Linked DNA regions of Oryctolagus cuniculus: region 1 is linked to region 2. Evidence: chromatin contacts called from public Hi-C data. All regions are on one chromosome and are shown on one strand. Each heading gives the region's core, a stretch centred on a gene start, on an enhancer-like site or on the middle of the called end of the contact. The rest is flanking DNA. Distances are from core to core; before and after follow the strand shown.

What was found. A called contact is a pair of places that touch in the nucleus more often than the background predicts.
Region 1: a contact with region 2 is called in a Hi-C map of psoas muscle, with 3 times the contacts expected there. The contact joins the enhancer-like site here to the promoter of GALNT2 in region 2. A contact is called at or near these places in 3 of 6 Hi-C or Micro-C datasets (ear pinna, psoas muscle and an unstated tissue).

Annotation. Positions count from the first base shown.
Region 1 is chr13:49,838,869-49,844,239 of mOryCun1.1, forward strand. All of the region lies in intron 1 of GALNT2 (polypeptide N-acetylgalactosaminyltransferase 2), which reads left to right. Among named protein-coding and RNA genes, the nearest start is that of GALNT2, 98 kb to the left of the region's middle. Within about 2 kb of position 1,538, at least 2 of the 8 cell types and tissues checked have an H3K27ac peak or open chromatin away from gene starts, as enhancers often do.
Region 2 is chr13:49,740,720-49,746,026 of mOryCun1.1, forward strand. GALNT2 (polypeptide N-acetylgalactosaminyltransferase 2) reads left to right here and starts at 2,898. Exons shown (of 16, transcript XM_002717390.5): 1 at 2,898-3,135. The coding sequence starts at 3,010.

The sequences.
Region 1 (5,371 bases), core at 288-2,787, 97 kb after region 2:
AAGATTTAGGACACTCTTAGAAGTTATTGGGGTAACACCACACAGCTAGTAGCTACTGACCCCCACAGGAAGAGGTCATCAATGAGAACACGTACATTTTACATTCATAAAAGCAGGTGCACAGTTCCCACGTGCTGCTGCTCACTGTGCAGCCTCTCTGAGGCTTCTTGCCCGCAGTGTCACCGAGACGCTGCTGGCTGCAGGGAGCACACGCACCGTGGGCTGGGCCTTGCACGTGGCGTTTCTGGGCTTCCGGCCATGTCAGCTGTCTTTCCAAAACACCCACATGGGCGATGTCACTCTACCGCCCAACCGCGGCAGGATTTGTTAGTTCTCAGGACATCCACCTGCTTCCTTGTCTTCAGCCCTGCGGAGCCCCCAGGGCGGGGTTGGGGGATCCCAGGGAGCTAGCCCCGCCCACTGTTCTGTCCCCTCCGCCGCCTGACACCCCTGCGTCCCTCCCCCTCTCCACATCCAGATCTGACTCTCATGGTTCCCAGAGAGAAGCGAATCTGCGTCCGAGCTACGCTTGCCCCGACTTCAGGGAGAAGCTGCTGTATCCAGTCTGCTGGGGAGACGTGAGAAGCTACAGAGAAAACAGTAGCGTCAGCCTAGTGCTTTCAAAACAGCAGTCCATGGCATTCAAACCTGGGTCAGCTGTACCTGGGCCCTACTACCAGGAATTTCTACCTCTGTATCAATTTGTGGTGGCCTATTTGGTGGAGGGACTGGCGGGAGAAGATGCTTCAATACAAATTTTCCATTCAGTTCCCACCCCCTCGCTCCCCTGGGGCTCCCATTATGTCATTCTGAGACTTAATCTTTCGAAATGCTGTTCCAAACAGATAGAAGATCTGGAGCCAGTTTTGATTCATTGGTTCCAGAGCTGGACCAAGAAAGGGAACCTGAACCGTGGAAGCTGGGCTCTCAGTGGGGATGACTTAACAGGGAGAGTTGGGGGTGAGAGGGCACCATCTTCTGGTGAGGGGGTAGCACTGCAGTGTGGTTCTACGAGACCTCAGAAATTCTGGACGAAGCTTTGCTGGGGGGAATGGACACACGTGGAGGTGATTTGAGTGGTGGGGGTGGGGCAGCCTGGATGTGGACTTCCCTGGCGATGAGCCGGGGAATCGCGGTGCCTGCGTAATCCTTCTGCCACTTGTCTTCTGGGAATTATTTCAAAATGCAGCTGATTTTTATCTAAGTCATGGGGGAAATATTTACTAAAGTGCCCTTTTTTTAAAAAATAAAAAGACATGTTCTGGTCAAATTTGATGAAAACCATCATTTCTCCAAAGGAAGAGAATTGGCTTTCACTGCCAGTGGAGGAACCCAGGAGAAGTGGGGCTGTAGTCGTGGAAGGCTTTCTCAAGCCCCCTGTTTACTGGAAGAAGGGGGGGGGGGAGACAGGGTGCAGAAGCAGGCCGTCCAGGGCTGCTGGACTGGCAGGAGCCCGCCAGCTCCTGGGCTCTCGTTACATACGTGTCATCCCGCTGCGCTTGCCCTCAGGAACAGGTGCCAAGAGCTGGCTTTCTTCACAGACTCTGATTACAACCAGGAAGAAAGAAACGCTCGCCTCGTGCTCCCCTTGCTCTGGGCTACTTCTCCGTTGGGGCTTCTGCTGTGAGCGGGAGAGCTCAGGAGGAGTGGGCTGCTCGTGAGAAGATGGCTGTGGCATGAAATAGGCCACTCGTTAGGATCGCCCTTTGCGTCTCCTGGAGCAGAGCCCATCACTCACTGCAGACTGGTTTTATTTTTTATTTTCTTTTAATTTTTTAAAATTTATTTTATTCATTTGAAAGAGTTACAGAGAGGTAGAGGGAGAGAGAGAGAGAGAGAGAGAGAGAGACTCTCTTCCACTGTCTCTCTTCCACAGTCTTCCATCCAATGGTTCACTCCCCAATTGGCCACAACAGCCAGAACTGAGCTGATCTGAAGCCAGGAGCCAAGAGCTTCTTCTGGGTCTCCCACATGGGTGCAGGGGCCCAAGGACTTGGGCCATCTTCTACTGCTTTCCCAGGCCATAGCAGAGAGCTGAATTGGAAATGTAGCAGCCGGGACTAGAACCAATGACCATATGGGATGCCAGTACTGCAGGCCAGGGCTTTAACTCGCTGTGCCACAATTCCAACTCCTTATTTTCTTATTTATATGTTTATTATTTTAAGATTTATTTATTTGAAAGAGTTAGACAGAGAGAGGGAGAGACAGACAGAAATCTTCCATCTGCTGCTTCACTCACCAAATGGCTGCAATGGCTGGAGCTGGGCCAGTCCAAAGCTAGCATCTTCTTCTGGATCTCCCATGTAGGTACAGGGGCCTACGGACTTGGGCCATCCTTCGCTGCTTTCCCAGGTGCATTAGTAGGGAGCTGGATTGGAAGTGGAGCAGCTGGGACTAGAACTGGTGCCCATATGGGATGCCAGCACTGCAGGCCAGGGTTTTAACCCGCTGTACCGCTGTGCCACAGCGCCGGCCCTAGCAGATGGGTTCCAGCAGATCGGTTTTAACAGGAGACTTACACCTTCACTCCCTTGAAGGGAGAGGGAATACAGAGGGTTAAAATTGTCATTAGTAGTGGCCAGACTGGGGCCTGCGCTGTGGCGCAGCTGGTTAATGCTCTGGCCTGAAGCGCCAGCATCCCATATGGGTGCTGGTTCGAGACCTGGCTGCTCCACTTCTGATCCAGCTCTCTGCTGTGGCTTGGGAAAGCAGTAAAAGATGGCCTGAGTCCTTAGGCCCCTGCACCCGCGTGTGAGACTGGAGGAAGCTCCTGGCTCCCGGCTTCGGATCAGTGCAGCTCTGGCCGTTGCAGCCAATTGAGGAGTGAACCAGCAGATGGAAAACCTCTCTCTCTCTCTCTCTCTCTCTCTGTCTGCCTCTCTTCTCTCTGTGTAACTCTTTCACATAAATAAATAAATAAATAAATAAGGAAGTGGACAGGCACCCTAGAAAGACTTAAAGTTGGCAGACATTGGCCCAGGTGTGTTTTATTCATATGATGAACTTCCATGTACATAAGTACAATTTCTACTTCTAATTTTTTAATTTTAATTTTTTTCTAGAACAGTTTGATTTATACAACATTCAGGAATTCAGAAATGCCACACCCAGTTTCTTCTTACTAAAATCTTGCCTTAGTAGGATTCATTTGTTCTAACTAAAGAACCAGTAACAGTGTTGTTAGCTCAGCTTCCCACTTGGCTCAGACTCCCTGAGGCTGCCTCTCATGTTCTTTTCCTGCTGTGACGTCCCTGCATCTCACTGCTGAGTTGCTGACAGGTTCATGTGCGTGACCTTGCTGGTTTCTAGGGGAGGCAACTGGAAGAAGTCAGGTTTAATGTTCCCAGGGGCAGGACTTAGCATCTGACTTGTGTCCTGCCTCACAATTCAAGAAACGCCTGTCAGCTGTGGTATTTCAGGGACTAGAATAGGGTTGCCTTTTAAATTTCTGTGTTCCACATTGGAAAACTGAGGCTCAAAGAGACCATCACAATTGCCCGAGCCGGTGGAGAGAGAGCAACGCTGATTGGCCATGCCGACCTGGTATTTGCAAACCTCTCCTTGTCCTGTATCAGGTGCTACAGGCTGGTTCACTGATGGCCCTCTCCTCTGGACGCGTCCATAGGGGTCCAAGTGGAAAGACTTCAGCCAGGTTAAGGCAGCGGACTGAGCGCGTCCGGGCTGAGCGTGCGGGATGGTCCTGCAGGCCCGCTGCATGTTAGGAAAGCGCCGTGCTGGAGGGACTAGCGGCCGTGCCATGGTCGTTCGTGACGTCAGTGCGGGTGACAGCTCCCAAATTTCCAGCCGCCTCCTGTTGTTTCTCACCAGCCTGCTTTTCTTTGAGAGCATGCAGTAAAATAAATGAAGCCGCGACCTTTATCATTAATGCAGCTTTTTTTTTCACTTGTGAGCAAGGACGTATTCCTATGTGCAGAGCACTCTTCTACTGTGAACCAACCCACAGTGGAAATATACCCTCCTCCCATTTCAGCTACCTGCACAGTTTTCAGAGCCAGGCTGGAGTGATGAATGGGAACCTGTGTGTGCAAGGATGCAGCCAGTGGCTCTGCCCGGAAACCCCTAGAAAACCCCCAGTCCTGGGCCCCATCCCCTGAGCTTAGGAGTAAGCTGGCTGGGGCATGACTAGGCCTTGGGAAATCCAGGAAGCTCGGCCTTCCTTGTTTCCTCGCTCTCTGCTCTACCCACGTAGTGATTCTTAGACCTTTCGTGTCTCTTTGGTTCTTAGCCCAGGAAAGGTTTTGGGGGCTTGCTGTGGGTGTGTTATTCCCAGTCCCAACTGTTGCTGGTGTTTGGGGCGGAGGGAAGATGTGGGAATCAGTAGACATGTGTTTTCTCCCTCTCTCATTGTATCTCTCCAGTTTTAAAGTAAATAAAAATATTTTAAAATTTAAATGACATCTGTCAGTTTGTTAAGGGTTCACCACCCTATTTTTAAAGTGAAAGTTTAAATAGTGACCCAGTATATCAGCCAGTTATTCCTCCACTTGTGAGAAGGTCCAAAGATGATTCCTCTGAGCTGCCCTGGTAAAACACCTGCCCCAAGCATTAGAAACAGCAAGTAGTCCCGGTTCCTCCTAGTCCTGTGTCAGTTTATAGTGAAAATGCATGACTGTGGGAGGTCCTGGTCTTCAGCAAGAAGCTAAGTCTGCTCTTAAAAAGTTGCCTTCCAGTAAACTGTGTGGTAGGGGTCTTCTAGTGGCTTCCTTTGGCAGCATGTTTTCACCTCTTAAGAAATGGCAGAGTGGGTGTTGTAGTACAGCAAGTTACGCCACTGCTGGTGGCATCCGCATCCTGTATCAAGTACCAGGCTGCTCCACTTCCAATCCAGCTGCCTGGCAGTGCTCCTGGGAAAGCAGCGGAGGAGCAAGTGCTTGGGTCCCTGCTACCCACATGGGAGACCGGGATGGAGTTCCTGGCTCCTGGCTTTGGCCTGGCTCAGCCCTGGCTGCTGCAGCCGTTTGGGGAGTGAACCAGCAGATAGAAAGTCTGTCTCTCCCTGCCACCCCCATCACTCTGCCACCCCACAAGATAAATAGATTTTTTAAAAAAAGATTTATTTATTTATTCAAAAGGCAGAGTTGCAGAGAGAGAGAGAGAGAGAGGTCTTCCAGGGCTGGCACCGTGTAACACTAGGCTAATCCTCCACCTGTGGCATCAGCATCCCATATGGGCACCGAGTTCTAGTCCCGGTTGCTCCTCTTCCAGGCCAGCTCTCTGCTGTGGCCCGGGAGTGCAGTGGAGGATGGCCCAAGTGCTTGGACCCTGCGCCCCATGGGAGACCAGGAGAAGCACCTGGCTCCTGGCTTCGGATCAGTGTAGCTCCACCGTTGCGGCCATTTGGGGAGTG
Region 2 (5,307 bases), core at 1,648-4,147:
AACAAAGTGAAGCAGCTGGGTCTTGAACAAACGCCCACATGGGATGCTGGCACCCAGGTAGCAGCTTCACCTAATATGCCACAGTGCCAGCCCCCAGACTTTTACCTCTGTGACTGATTTCATCTTTTTAAAAATCTAATGATTTTACTAAGGTAAGTTTTTTTTAACAGAAAATTAGCTTTTTTTTTTTTTTTAGGATTTTATTAAAGTGATACAAGTTTCATATATTTTGCATATAGATTTAGGCTAAGGTAAATTTTGGAGTTGATTTTTCAGACCAAGTTTTCCAGGGTACATAAAAGACACTTTTGTTTATGGATGTGAAATTTTTCTTATTCCTGGACCATTTTCTGGGATTATAGGTTTTTTTTTTTTTTAAAGATGTATTTATTCATTTATTTGAAGGTCAGAGAGGAGAGGGAGAGAGAGAGAGAGAGGTTTTCCATCTGCTGGCTCACTCCCCAATTGGCCACAACAGCTGGAGCTGAGCCAATCCAAAGCCAGGAGCCAGGAATTTCTTTTGGGCCTCCCACGCAGGTGCAGGGGCCCAAGGTCTTGGGCATCTTCTACTGCTTTTTCAGGCCATAGCAGAGAGCTGGATTGGAAGTGGAGCAGCCAGGACTCAAAGTGGCACTCTTATGGGATGCCAGCACTGCAGGAGGCAGCTTAATCTGCTGTGCCACAATGCCAGCCCGTTTACAAATTTCCGATTGTAGCTGTTGTGTGTGTTATGTGTCTATATCCAAACCCACGACACTTGGTTCAGTTTGAGATGTGGGATGACCATCTTCTTCTGCTTCATAATTTTTGTTGGAGTGGGGGAGTTTCATCAGCTGAATTGTTATGCTTTGCTTTTCTCTGATCAGAAATCTTATTTTCTGGTTTCTTTTTACAGTAACTTTGTATGCAGTTAATCTGGTGTTTGTTACTAGGCATTTCGAGGCAATGTTCCTAGTTTAATAGTATTCTCTGGGGCCGGTGCTATGGCAAAGCGGGTAAAGACGCCGCCTGCAGTTCCAGCATCCCATATGAGACCCAGCTGCTCCACTTCCAGCCCATCTCTCTGCTATGGCCTGGGCAAGCAGTGGAAGATGGTCCAAGTCCTTGGGCTACACCATGTGGGGGACCTGGCAGAAGTTCCTGGCTTCCGATCAGCACAGCTCCCACCATTGCAGCCAACTGGGGAATGAACCAGGGCATGGAAGACCTTTCTCTCTGTCTCACCTTCTCTCTGTTTAACTCTTTCAAACAATAAATACATCTTTTTAAACAACAACAAAAAAGAATATTCTCTTCTATCTGTGTACCGAAGCGTTCTTTGTTTTTAATTAAAAATGTTTATTTTCATTTTATTTGAAAGGCAGTGTGTGTTTGTGTGTGTGTATGCGCGTGTGAGAGAGAGAGGGAGAGCGCGCTTCCAACTGCCGATTCACTCCCCGAGTGGCCTCCATGGTGGGACTGGGCCAGGCCAAAGCCAGGAGCACAGACCTCGACCTGGGTGCCCCTGTGGGTGGCAAGGACCCAAGTACTTGGGCCATCCCTGCTGCCTGGCAGGGTGCACATTAGCAGGAAACGGGAACTAGGAGCTCAGGAGCTGGGAATGACACTCTGATGTGGGCTGCTGGGACTTCACAGTTATGCCAAACGCCCACTCCTGACTGCAGTTTCTAATAACCACTGGCGGTGACTCCGGGTGGGGCTGGCTGTCTGTATTTCTGCATCTTTAATTTTCCCGCTGACTTCCTTCTTTCCCTTCACTGCCAGGTCTCTGAAGGGCATCGCCTTTTTTCTGATGACCTGACTTTTCCCCAAAAGGGAAGCTTTTTCTCTCCCCTGGGACTCTGTTGGAGTTGATGTCTTTTCTTTCTTCTACTTAAGTCATTTGAAGTTCGGTTTTTATGACAGTCTTAACCCCAGGAACGCGGGAAGCTGTTTGTGTTTTTGCTTTGCAGGGGATCTGGGTGGATTCCCTTTTGACTCCCTGGACTTTTTTTTTTTTTTTTTTTTTTTTTTAATCAAGCACTTAGGGGCACTGGAAACTTTGCCTGTGGCAAGGGCATGGCCAAGGTTACACAGATTGTATTGCAAGACAGATCTGTTTTCTTACATCCTGCACCACGCTTGGTGTGCTGACTTCGTTCTTCTTTTACGAAAGCCACCAATGAAAAAGGAAAGATTTAAAAAATGGATATTGCTTTCCTCCTGCTTGATTTCATGCTTACGTAAAGCCACCACCACCTCGCCACTAAGAGCTCTGTTCATCCCCAGAGAAAGGGTCCTTTGAAAATTACCTTCTCAGTTTTCACCTCAAGGCCCCACCTCTGCCTAAATAAATACTCTGCCACCTGGGGATCAGGGGCGTTTTGCTGCAAGATTAGTAACAGAACTGCAGCAAGCGGCAGAATCGCGTCTAGGAGCGAGGGTCTGTCTAAAACTCAGGTCTGTCTGCGGATAACAGCGCGTCCGCTCAGGGTCTGGCACAGGCGGCGCGGACGCCGGCAGCGCTGCGGTGACCGACAGCGTCCACGCCCGTGTGCACGTGTGCGCTCCCCCCTCCCCGCCCCGTCTGGGGACAGCCACCTGTCACTCACGGGGGGCAGCGGCGCGGGCACGCAGCGGGGCGGGGCGGCGCCCGGCGCTCCCGGCGGAGGCCCTCCCGGCGGATCCCGGCGTGCTGCAGCCATGGAGACGCGGCAGTCCCCTCCTCCGGCCCGCACCCGGGCCCCCGCCGCCGCCGCCGATTGGTCGCCCTTTGCTCTCTGACCCCCCTCGCCGCCTTCGAGGCCGGCGCTTCCTGCTCGGGCGCCGCGCGGCGCTGCCGGCCCGGGGCGGAGCTCGGGCGCCGAGTGCGCGCCGCCGCCGCCGCCGAGCAGCTGCCGCGCCGGAGGAGGAGCCGCCGCCACGCCCTTCCCCTTCCTCCGCTCCTCCCCCGGCCCCCACAGCGCCCGCGGCCGGCCCAGCCAGCACTAGCGAGCAGCGGCGGCCGCGGCCGGCGGCCGAGTTGGGAGAATGCGGCGGCGCTCGCGGATGCTGCTCTGTTTCGCCTTCCTGTGGGTGCTGGGCATCGCCTACTACATGTACTCCGGGGGCGGCTCGGCGCTGGCCGGGGGCGCAGGCGGCGGCGCCGGCAGGAAGGTGAGTGGCGCGCCCTGCTGCGCTCTGGCCCCGGTGCCCACCCGGGTCCCCGCGCGCGTCCCTCCTGGCGCCAACGCGCCCCCTGCCTCGCTGCGGGCCACCCCAGGCTCCCCCGCTGCTCCTGCGATCCTCTGCCGCGACCTCCGCCTGGGCCACCCGCCCCCGTCCCGGGCCTCCAGCCCAGTGCCCGGAGCCGGGGCACAGCCGGCGCCTCTGCGCGCCCGGGGCTCTGGCTAGAGGGACCCGCTCGCCCTCTCTGGGCTCACCCGCCCGGTGGGCGTCTCCCTCCATCTACCCTACATCATCTGAGTCCTGTCCTGCCTTCGGGAGCCCCATGCCCTCTAGTAGGAAGTTTAGGGGTGGGGGTGTTGGGAGACACAAAGGGGTGGGGAGGAGAGAAGGGAGAGGCGGCCGCCTTTCTAACGTGTCATGCATAGGAGGAGAGAAGAGTCCAAGTTTCTTTTCAGCCTAGCGATAGCAGCGGCTGCACATGCTCGCCCCCTCGCTCCTGGTCACTCCGTGTGCGTGTGCCGCGTTTCTCTGCCGTTTATGTCTAGGTGCGGGGGCGCAGGCACTCCCCGCGCCAAATCAAACCCCTGGGCTGGTGGAAGGCAGGGGCCGCTGTGCCCCTGCGCTGAGCCAGGCCGGTTGCGGCCACCCGTGGACTTTTCCCCCTAGTTGCGCTGGCTTACTCGGCCCTGACCCCTCCACGCGGGCCGGACGTGGCCTCCTGCTCTTGCTTTTCCCGGCTGCGACCCCCCCGATTACTGCGGATCCACTTTTTTTTTTTTTGAGTGGGGGGTATTGTGGACAGGCTCCGAGGGCCAGGGGAGTAGGCGGTGGGGACTGCGCTAGCCGCCCTCCCCCACCACCACCCTGGAACCCCGTCCCGAGCCGACCACGCCGGACGGCCACCGGTGTTCAGGAGGAAATTGAGCGCCCAGAGAAGCCGAGACGGCGCCGTCTTGCCGCTGTGCGCCTCTGGCGAGAGCCGGAGCCGGACTCGTGCACTGGCCGGTTTGCAGTGTTTCTCTGGCCGATCGGCTTGGAAAGCGGCGGTATCTTTTCCGGAGCCCTGTAACCCTCAACCCCACAAGCCCAGGAAATCCTGAGTTTAACGGAGGTGGACCGCGGGTTCGGTTGGAACAAGGGAATAACTCCCTGGAACAGGACAAATGGCCCCAACGGTAGGTGGACAGACTTTAGCCCTGAAATCAGACTCCTACTGCCCACGTTGAGGTTTCATTGCCTTGTTCATTCGTTCATTCATTCACTCCCAGCTAATGGCCTTAGGAGGAGGCTGGTGTCTCACTTGGGTGTTGGTCAGTTCATGGATTTGCTTTCCCTAGAGAGACAGAAATGGAAACAGATTTCCCATGTGCTGAAGTGGCCTCACCTGCACCCGTGCCGACCCTGTACTTGTAGCCCGCTTGTTAAACGGTGTGTGTGTACCTGAGAGCCCGGAACAGCCTGCAGTGGTGGAACGCTCGCCGCCGATGATGGGACTAGTTCTGTCCTTGAAAACCATCGCGGCCTTGCGGTGGAATGATTTTGAAGAACTTTGCTTCCCGGTAAAGTGTGCCTTGGCCACTCACGGAGCCTGTTGTGCCTGTGAGACTTGGCAAAGCTTTCTGCCTTGCATGCAGAGAGAAGCAAAGAAATAAAGCATCCCTGGCGTTTCACATTCTTGGCTTTGCCACTTTCATTCATACAGGTGATTAGGAAGCACCTGTGTGGTGCCCGCTGCCCGGAGGCCAGCTTCTCTCATCCTGGTGGGCTTGGGCTGCTGGGGGCTTTGAGTGGTCTGCCTTGGTGAAGTCTTCAGACACCCCTGAAGTGTGATAGGTAGTTAGAAAAATGACAGTCGGAGAACTCCTTTGTGGCCCACTGAAGGGCAAGTGGAAAAGTAGGGGAAATGAACAGTTACACCCGGATTGGTGATTTGGGACTCTCGTCTCTGTCAACGAACTGGAAAACTTAATCCTGGCCCTTAGAATGGTTTAGTGATTTGTTGGTTCAGGAACAGGTGTGTAAAAGCAATAGCTTTTGAAATTGCAGAAACCTCATTAACTCCACACGGTGCGCCCTGACGGACAGAGTGGAGGTTGGGATGGCTTCTGGAGGCAGCGGCTCGCACCCTGATGGCCCGAATGCCTCGTCCTTCCTGCTGAA